Linked DNA regions of Sus scrofa: region 1 is linked to region 2. Evidence: chromatin contacts called from public Hi-C data. All regions are on one chromosome and are shown on one strand. The core of a region is the stretch at or near the end of the contact, and the rest is flanking DNA. Distances in the headings are between cores, read along the strand shown.

Region 1 (4,376 bases), core at 1,387-3,886, 560 kb before region 2:
ATCCATTAACTAAGAAATAAGAAAAGGAAGGCCATGGAGTTCCTACTGTGGCTCAGCAGGTTAAGAATCCAACTAGTATCCATGAGGATTCAGATTCCATCCCTAGCCTTGCTCAGTGGTTTAAGGATCTGCCATTGCCACAAGCTACAGCTATAGGTCACAGATGCAGCTGGGAGTTGCTGTGGCTGTTGCATAGCCTGGAAGGTGCAGTTCCAATTCCACCCCTAGCCTGGGAACGTCCATATGGCCCAGGTGTGGCCATTAAAAAATAAATAAATAAACAAACAAACAAACAAATAAATAAATAAATAAGAAAAGAAAGAAAGAAAAGGAAGGCCAGAATCACTATTATTACCTATTACTGTTCTGGAGAAGCTAGATAGTTATTAAATCAATGAAAGAAAGAAATATAAAGAAAAAAGTAAGATTACATTCAGATGATTGTTTCCCTAGAAAATTCAAAAGAATTTTGAATTTAAAACTAATAAGACTAATAAGACTAATAAGTTTAGAAAGTTGGCCAGATATATAAATCATCTACATATCAGTAACAAAACATTATTAGTGAGTAGCTGAAACCCCCCAAAGACTTAAATTTTAATGAAAGCAAATTCAACAGCTTACTTTAAATTTTACCTGAGAGGGAATGTAATAATCACAGACATTTTGAAAAAGGCAAATGAAGAGAGACTTGCTCTATGAATTACTAAAAAGTGCCTAATTATCGAGATTGGTACGTATATAGGAGGACACAACAGAGCAAAGCAACAGAAGATCCAAAAAAAGACCCATGTTCAGATGGAAATTTACTATAGTAAGATAGTATTTCCAGTCATTTGGGAAAGAACTGATTTCAACAAATGATTTCAGGAAAAATGACTAAATCTCTATCTTATACAATGTACAAAAATAATTTGCATACAGTTTTATGAGTAAAGCATGCAAAACTATAAAAAGTAACAGACAAGATAGGAAACTATTTTAATAATTTTTCAGTGGTGACTGATTCTTAGGCCATACAAAGCCTGAGCATTTAAAAACAAAGACTGATGGTTCTTGAAAGTATTTGCCATGTAATTCACAAAGGATTAATATATCTGTATCATAATGAAATACAAATAATTTTGAAGAACAAGGACAAATATATAAACAGGCCAAAGGTTAACTACAGTTATGGTAAAGGCATATGGTCTAGGCAAAGCAATACCATGCTGACATTAAGATCAAGTAGAGCTACATATGGTAAGATTTCCACCACACATTTTTTATCTGAAAACCATATAATAGAACTGTATGCATATAAAATCTCATTTTCATAAGAAGGCAAAACAGTATGTTTACCTACACATAAGAGAGATGTGAAAGGTTGGAGCACCTATGGTTGGGGAGAGGGTTACAAAGGAGTTTCATTTTCTGCTTTATACAAGTCTCTACCATTTTAGGGTTTTCCTCCCCTCCCCAATGAAAGGGACAAGATAATTTTCCAGCAGAATACATAGCTTTGCTTCTCTCTTACGTTTCGACTGAAATGTGCATTCCAACCTTGGTAGGGAGGGAGATCACTATTTTTCCTTACTTTCATGTCACTTCACTTCCTTCACCACCACTTCCCTCTTAAGATATAACTTGTCAAAGGAATCTGAGATAAACGACACTTCGATAGCAAGACTGCTCTACTTTTGCTTGTTATAGCATGTTAAGAGCCACAAAGACTCTGGTTTGGGTATCTTCCCCCTTCTTTCTTCACTTTGTGACGAGCACGGCTTGTTATACCGGTAACTCTTCGCTAGTCAGTTTACACCGCGCTGGGGATTCCGTCTAACTCCCAGTTCCGTGGGGGCAGGGTGTGCTACAGCTCTCTCCGCCTCAGCCACCCACCCATTCTCTCCGTGACCCTCGGGGAAGTTTCCTAACTTCTCATTGACAAGGCTCTGATGACACTCTGCAGGAAAGCTGAGAGCGGAACTGTGCAATAATCCTGGGAAAAACAACAGAAAGAACCTAGGAAGTTTTCGAAAGAGTAACAACGGCAGTACTAGCTTGAGGAAGACAGCCCCTGTGAGGACCGGAGGCTGGGACATTTCGCGCGGGGTCCACCACTCCCCCTGACATCGCAGGCCCTGCTTCCCCAGTTGGCCCGCCAAGAATTCAAGTCCCCGAGATTAGCACGGCGCGGAATCCCGGTGGATCCCTCCCCTTGAGCCGACGCAGAGGGGGCAGTTGTTTGCTGAGCTGACGTTGCGGGCCCGGAAAGCCCCTTCCGGGTCCTCTCTGGGACGCTGACCTAGGTCATTTCACTAACAGTAAGTCCCTCCCCACTCTAAGAACCGGTTGTCTCTGCAGCTCCTCGGCTTCTCTCCCTGCGGCGCCCATATGGACAGCGCATGCCTCTCGCTCACACACACACACACACACACACACAAGTGCGCCGCCGCCGTGCCCGACGGATTCGGACACACCAGCTCGCTCACAAAGTTTCTTACTCACAGTTCAAGGCGTCCGCACCGGCCTCGCACGCCACAGGGCTCCGGCACCCGGCCGGGGGAATCCAACCGGAAATTGTTTTCCGTTCCAGTTCAGAGGGCAGCGCCTGCGCGCGGAGCCATTAACCCTTCACCTTCCACCTCGCCAGACCTGGCCCCTCCCGCCCGCCCTGCCCATTCAAGCCCCGCCCAGCGCAACTCCGCCCTGCCTCTCGGGGAAAACCACAGCCACAGAAAAGGCTTCCATTGTCAAGTTTAAAGGTGACCTGGGGGTCTTGGCAAAATTTCTGCCAAACATTAAATAACAGTGTCTAATACCACACAGTATGTAAACTGAGATTTACCTGAGAGGCCTGCTGAACATGTAGATTCACCCCTAGAGATTCCCAGAGTTCAGAGCAACTGGGGTGAAGCCCAGGAACCCCCATTTTCAACAGATCCTCATGTGAATGTGATTGAGGCGATTGAGGTTCACACTTTGAGAAAAACCACACACACACACACCCCCATTCGATTTTTCACAAACCAGTAACACTTCATTAAATGTACTTGCTGAAGTTGAAAGGTGCTCCATGAATTGCAACTAAATCTTTATGAGAAAATTTCCCATGACTTACAACTCGCCCATTATTCCGTTTCCTAACTGTGCTTGAATATTCTCCAAAATAGAAATTTTACACAGATAGCTTCAGAAAAGTTTTAGTTCTGATAACTACTCCTTCGGGCAAGTTGTTTAACCTAATGAACTTTGATTTTTAAAAATCTGACAAATGAGGACCATGAAAACTTCTTCACTGGATGGACAGTTGCAGAATCAATCGAAAATTTAAACAAAAGTCGTGGTAAACTTTAGAATGCTCTGCAAGTGAAAAGTGTTGTCTGGAATCACTCCTGTCAATCTGGCCTCTTCCCACCACCAAGATCATCTCTAGGACCCCTTTCAGGAAAAGAGCAGTCAAATCCATAGTATATGTGGAAGCTTCCCGAGAGCACTGAAGGCTGAGACTCTCCAAGTTGACTGGAACATGATTGCTTCTGGCTGAATGCATGTAGCACTTTTAGAAGCTTCCATGGTGATGAACTACTATTTGTTTAATTCTACACTATTAAAAAATTCTAGAATAGAGAATCCGGAAATAAACCCTGACACTTATGGTCAATTAATCTTTGACAAGGGAGGCAAGAACATCAAATGGAAAAAAGAAAGTCTATTCAGCAAGCATTGCTGGGAAACCTGGACAGCTGCATGCAAAGTAATGAAACTAGAACACACCCTCACACCATGCACAAAAATAAACTCAAAATGGCTGAAAGACTTAAATATACGACAGGACACCATCAAACTCCTAGAAGAAAACATAGGCAAAACACTCTCTGACATCAACATCATGAATATTTTCTCAGGTCAGTCTCCCAAAGCAATAGAAATTAGAGCAAAAATAAACCCATGGGACCTCATCAAACTGAAAAGCTTTTGCACAGCAAAGGAAACCCAAAAGAAAACAAAAAGACAACTTACAGAATGGGAGAAAATAGTTTCAAATGATGCAACTGACAAGGGCTTAATCTCTAGAATATATAAGCAACTTATACAACTCAACAGCAAAAAAACCAATCAATCAATGGAAAAATGGGCAAAAGACCTGAATAGACATTTCTCCAAAGAAGATACACAGATGGCCAACAAACACGTGAAAAAATGCTCAACATCGCTGATTATAAGAGAAATGCAAATCAAAACTACCATGAGATACCACCTCACACCAGTCAGAATGGCCATCATTAATAAATCGACAAATAACAAGTGCTGGAGGGGCTGTGGAGAAAAGGGAACCCTCCTGCACTGCTGGTGGGAATGTAAACTGGTACAGCCACTATGGAGAACAGTTTGGA
Region 2 (4,001 bases), core at 845-3,344:
ACTATTTTGTGGCTTGCTTTTTCACTTCCTTTATCAATCAGTGTTCTGAATTTTAACATAGTCAAATTGATCAATCTTGCACTCTTGGTCACCTTATTAAAGAAATCTGTCCTTACCTCAAGGCTATAAAGATATTTCCTATATTGTCTCCTAACAGCTTTATCATCTTTTTTTTTTTTTTAATTTTACATCTAGGACTTTAATTCACTTGACGTTTTTTCTTCCCCTTTTGTGAGACAGGGGTCCAGTTTCATTTTTTCCATACGGATAGCCAATTGACCCAGAATCATTTATTGAAAAGCTCATTCTTTCTCCACTGCTCTGCAATACCAACACAGTCATAAATCAAGTGTCTACATAATTGTGGGTGTGCTTCTGGGCTTTGTAACACAGGCTGAATTTTCATCATCCAGAAATAAGTAGAACAGTCTAAGTTTGGTAATTTCTTTTATCAACTCGTGCCTAGAACTCCTGAAATTGTTCTTAACTAATTTCTCCTCCTTCAGTCCCTTCTCTAAACCATCACTCCTAGACCTCCTAGGTTCTTAGGTTAGTTCATATCAGTTCCCTTATCAAATACATTAAAGGGTCCCACATAGAAACAGTGTAAAGAACTATTTTTAGCTCCCCTAGCTAGACAATGAACCTTCTGAACCAACATCCAGATTGACATTGACCTCAGCAGGGCCCACCACACAGCAGAAGCTCAAGCAATACTTGTTTCTTTGTAGGATTTGACATAGGTTAACTCTTAATTATTTTTAAGAGAACATGATTTGCCTCCCGGCATATCCAAAAATTTGTTTTTTCACAATGTATAACCCAGAAATTTGTCTAAATCATATAAAGGTGATAAAGGTTTCATTTCACTATTGCATTGTTTTAAAGTACCTTATTAAGCCTTTTGAAATGTAATCAAATAAAAATGTCACTGTTTAACGAAATCATGCATTCCATTTCAGTTTGATTTACCTTTGTGCAACTATGAACACAGACTGTCAGAAAATCAAAATGACAAAACGAAGTGATCAAGGTCTATTTAATAACAAATTAATTTTTCATTACATTTTATTAGATGTGCAAGATCTCCAATTTGAAAGTGCTTTCTTACTTATCCTATTTGTACATTTTAGTATTATCTCTTGTTGCGCTGGAATATAAAAGTCTTCTACAGGCAGCTTAAGGGACCAATTAACTCCATTAAATTATATCCAGTTATGTAGTGAACTGAACCACTGCTGTCTGGGGCTGTCTGGAGCTGTGACAATTAGGAGATGGAGAGAGGCAGAAAGAGATTGATTTTAATATGTCACAGAAGCACACTGCAACAATATGCCAGCGTGACTTTCAAAATGGCCTTAAAATATTCCAAACTCAGGGAGTTTCCTTGCTCCTGAGTGGGAGTTGACAGACTGTCTGGCAGCGTTAGAAAGAGGCAGAGAAAAGCTGATGTCTATATTGTGTCCTCTGATAATAACGTTCTGCCTCTCTGCGGCATCTCCCCCTTAGAAGGATCCGTCTATTTGTTGTGAGGGTGGTGTGGGTGTGTGTGTGTGTGTGTGTGTGTGTGTGTGGTGCGCTTGCGCGCGCACCCGACCGCTTTGCCTCCTCTGGTGCAGAGGGCATGATTTCACCTCTCACATCTGGGAAAACCATACCGAAGGACACTAAACCTCCCAAGGTCATCTAGAAAATTAGTGTTGTGGCCTGAGGGGGGGTGGGAATGGAAGGGACAGAACCCAGGCATTCTGACTCCAGCTTTGTGGTTGGACACCAAATTATTTTCCTTCCCTTGTGAAAAAAAAAGGAAAAAAAAAATCATTGGGGGGGAGAGTAAGAGATTAATCAGATTTCCTTCTCGTTCCCCCTTACCTCCCCTCTCTCTCGAGATAAAAACTCATGAAAGCAAACGAGGTGTCCACTCTGCAGTTCTTAAGCTGTGTCCCCCCCAAATCCAACCCCACCCTTTACCCTCAACACAAAGCGATCCGGACTCCCAAGGTTTCCGCCCGTCCAACCCCGAGCCTGGGAGGTGAGGAGTGGTTAAAACTCAGCCCTCACCTCCAGCCGGTCCCGGCTCCACGGCGCCCAAGCCACGCCCCCACCGCCCTTCCCCCACGGCCTCGGCCCGCCAGCCCCTCTCCCCTCTCCCAATCGGGCGCACCCACCCCAGATGCCGCCTGGCACCGAGCGCAGCCGCCGCCGCCGCCGCCGCCGCAGCAGCACTTTCCACTGGTATTGATCACCTCCTGGCCCCGCTCAGCCTGCTTGCCGGAGCGGAGCGCTGCCAGAGCGCCAGTCCTTGGCAGCCCCGGAGCAGTTGGGCTCCGGGAGGCAACTCCTTGGGAGCGCCCTGTCCGGGGTGCCCTCTGCGCTCTGCAGTGTCTTTCTCTGTGCCTGGGAGAAGAAGGAGGAGGAGGAGAGGAAGGAGGAGGAGGAGGACGTCTGGTCCGGGCTGGGAGGTGGAGCAGCGGCAGCCGCCGCCGCCGCCGCCGCCGGAAAGGGAGAGGCAGGAGAGATCGAGACTTGGAAACCTCAAAGTGCCCGCGACCCTGCACGGCAGGCTCCCTTCCAGCTTCATGGGCAAAGTGTGGAAACAGCAGATGTACCCTCAGTACGCCACCTACTATTACCCCCAGTATCTTCAAGCGAAGGTAAGGGGGAGCGGGAGACAGGGGACCCGGGAGGAGGGGACGCCGGGGGCGCGCGCTGCTCGGGCCCGGAAGGGGCGCGCGGCTAGTCCCCGCCGCCCCCGGCGGAGTTGCTGGAAGGTTGCTAACTATAGCGCTGGCCTGGGCGAAGCCAGGCTGCGCGCCGGGCGGCGGCTGCCCGCGGAGCGGAGTGCGGGGATCGGGTTACAGAGAGCCGCGGGGGGAGAGACTAGACAGGAAAGAGCCGCCGGCCCCTTCCTGGCCTGGGAGGCGGGGAGGGTCGCGAGCCGAGCGGCGCCCCTCGTCGAGCGTCTGCTGCTGGGTCGCTGACGCCTGGGGCCCGTGCCCGGCCCCGCCGGCGGCGCGGATCTTCGACCACCTTCTCCTGGGCCTCGCGTGGCGAGCAGCAACTCTCGGTTTCCCTCCGAGTGGCGCGGAGCCTCCCGCCCCCGGGGACGCCCCTCAGCCTCCCGCGCGCGCGGTGACTGGGGCTGGAGGGGTTGGGGGTGGGGGGGACGGGACTTTTCCCTCCCCGCCTCCGGCCCTGCGCGCCCGCCCCTCGCGTTGATCTTTGTGCGGTGTGGCACTTCACCTGGTTACTGATTTCTACTTTTACGCTGGTGTTTTGGGTAGAAAAGTGGCCAAAGTTCACTCAGCGTTCATTGATGTCCCTTTAATCTTCCCTGTAGCTTTTGCAAAGGACGGACAATGGGCATATTTCGGTGCAGAGAAAGAAGTGACTTCGTATTTAGTTTAGAAAAATACTACCTTATATGTTTACCACCGATCGATTTCCAGTGGTGCTTTCTCAAAAGTGGCCTTGTCACACTCTTGGGTGACACAGCAGATGACATGTTGCATACAGATTGCGACTGGCTTTCTAGGGACCCTGGGTACGTTGTTAGTGGGCCTATGCTATTTTTACAATAAGAATTTGATTCCTCCTGAATTCATTTGAAAAAAAAAAAATGGGTCCACAAAGAGTGAGGGTTTCACTGCTTTGGAAGCTTCTTCCACGGTTTAGGAGGGCATAAGTTGGCTACCAGCCTTCTTCAGCAATTAGCATCTCCCTTGACTCCTGGTGCCCTTGTAGATCACGAAAGAATCAAGTATGGGCACAGTATCTGAACTTTCTTTGAGGGGTTATAATCATGCTCTGCTTGCTGACACAGGGCATTTCTGGCCTGGTACAAAGAATCTCTGATTGAACCTTGATAAGCTTTTCTTTCTTAAAGTGTGTGTGGTCCATGTTAAGGTACTTACACCCTAGTTCTGTATCTGTCCATGTAAAAAGGACACTTGTCCGCATAGAGACCAGACATTTGTTAGCCTTCAAGGGCCTTATTTCAC

Evidence for each region. A called contact is a pair of places that touch in the nucleus more often than the background predicts.
Region 1: a Hi-C map of liver shows a contact between it and region 2, with 6 times the contacts expected there. The contact joins the promoter of TANK here to the promoter of RBMS1 in region 2. A contact is called at or near these places in 1 of 47 Hi-C or Micro-C datasets (liver) and 2 of 2 datasets of contacts at active chromatin or transcription factors (alveolar macrophages and skeletal muscle).

The regions. Positions count from the first base shown.
Region 1 is chr15:67,969,232-67,973,607 of Sscrofa11.1, reverse strand. TANK (TRAF family member-associated NF-kappa-B activator) reads right to left here and starts at 2,636. Exons shown (of 9, transcript XM_021075290.1): 1 at 2,488-2,636.
Region 2 is chr15:67,407,520-67,411,520 of Sscrofa11.1, reverse strand. RBMS1 (RNA-binding motif, single-stranded-interacting protein 1) reads left to right here and starts at 2,094. Exons shown (of 14, transcript XM_003133427.6): 1 at 2,094-2,654. The coding sequence starts at 2,580. LOC106506256 (a long non-coding RNA gene) reads right to left here and starts at 2,281. Exons shown (of 3, transcript XR_001301448.2): 1 at 2,169-2,281.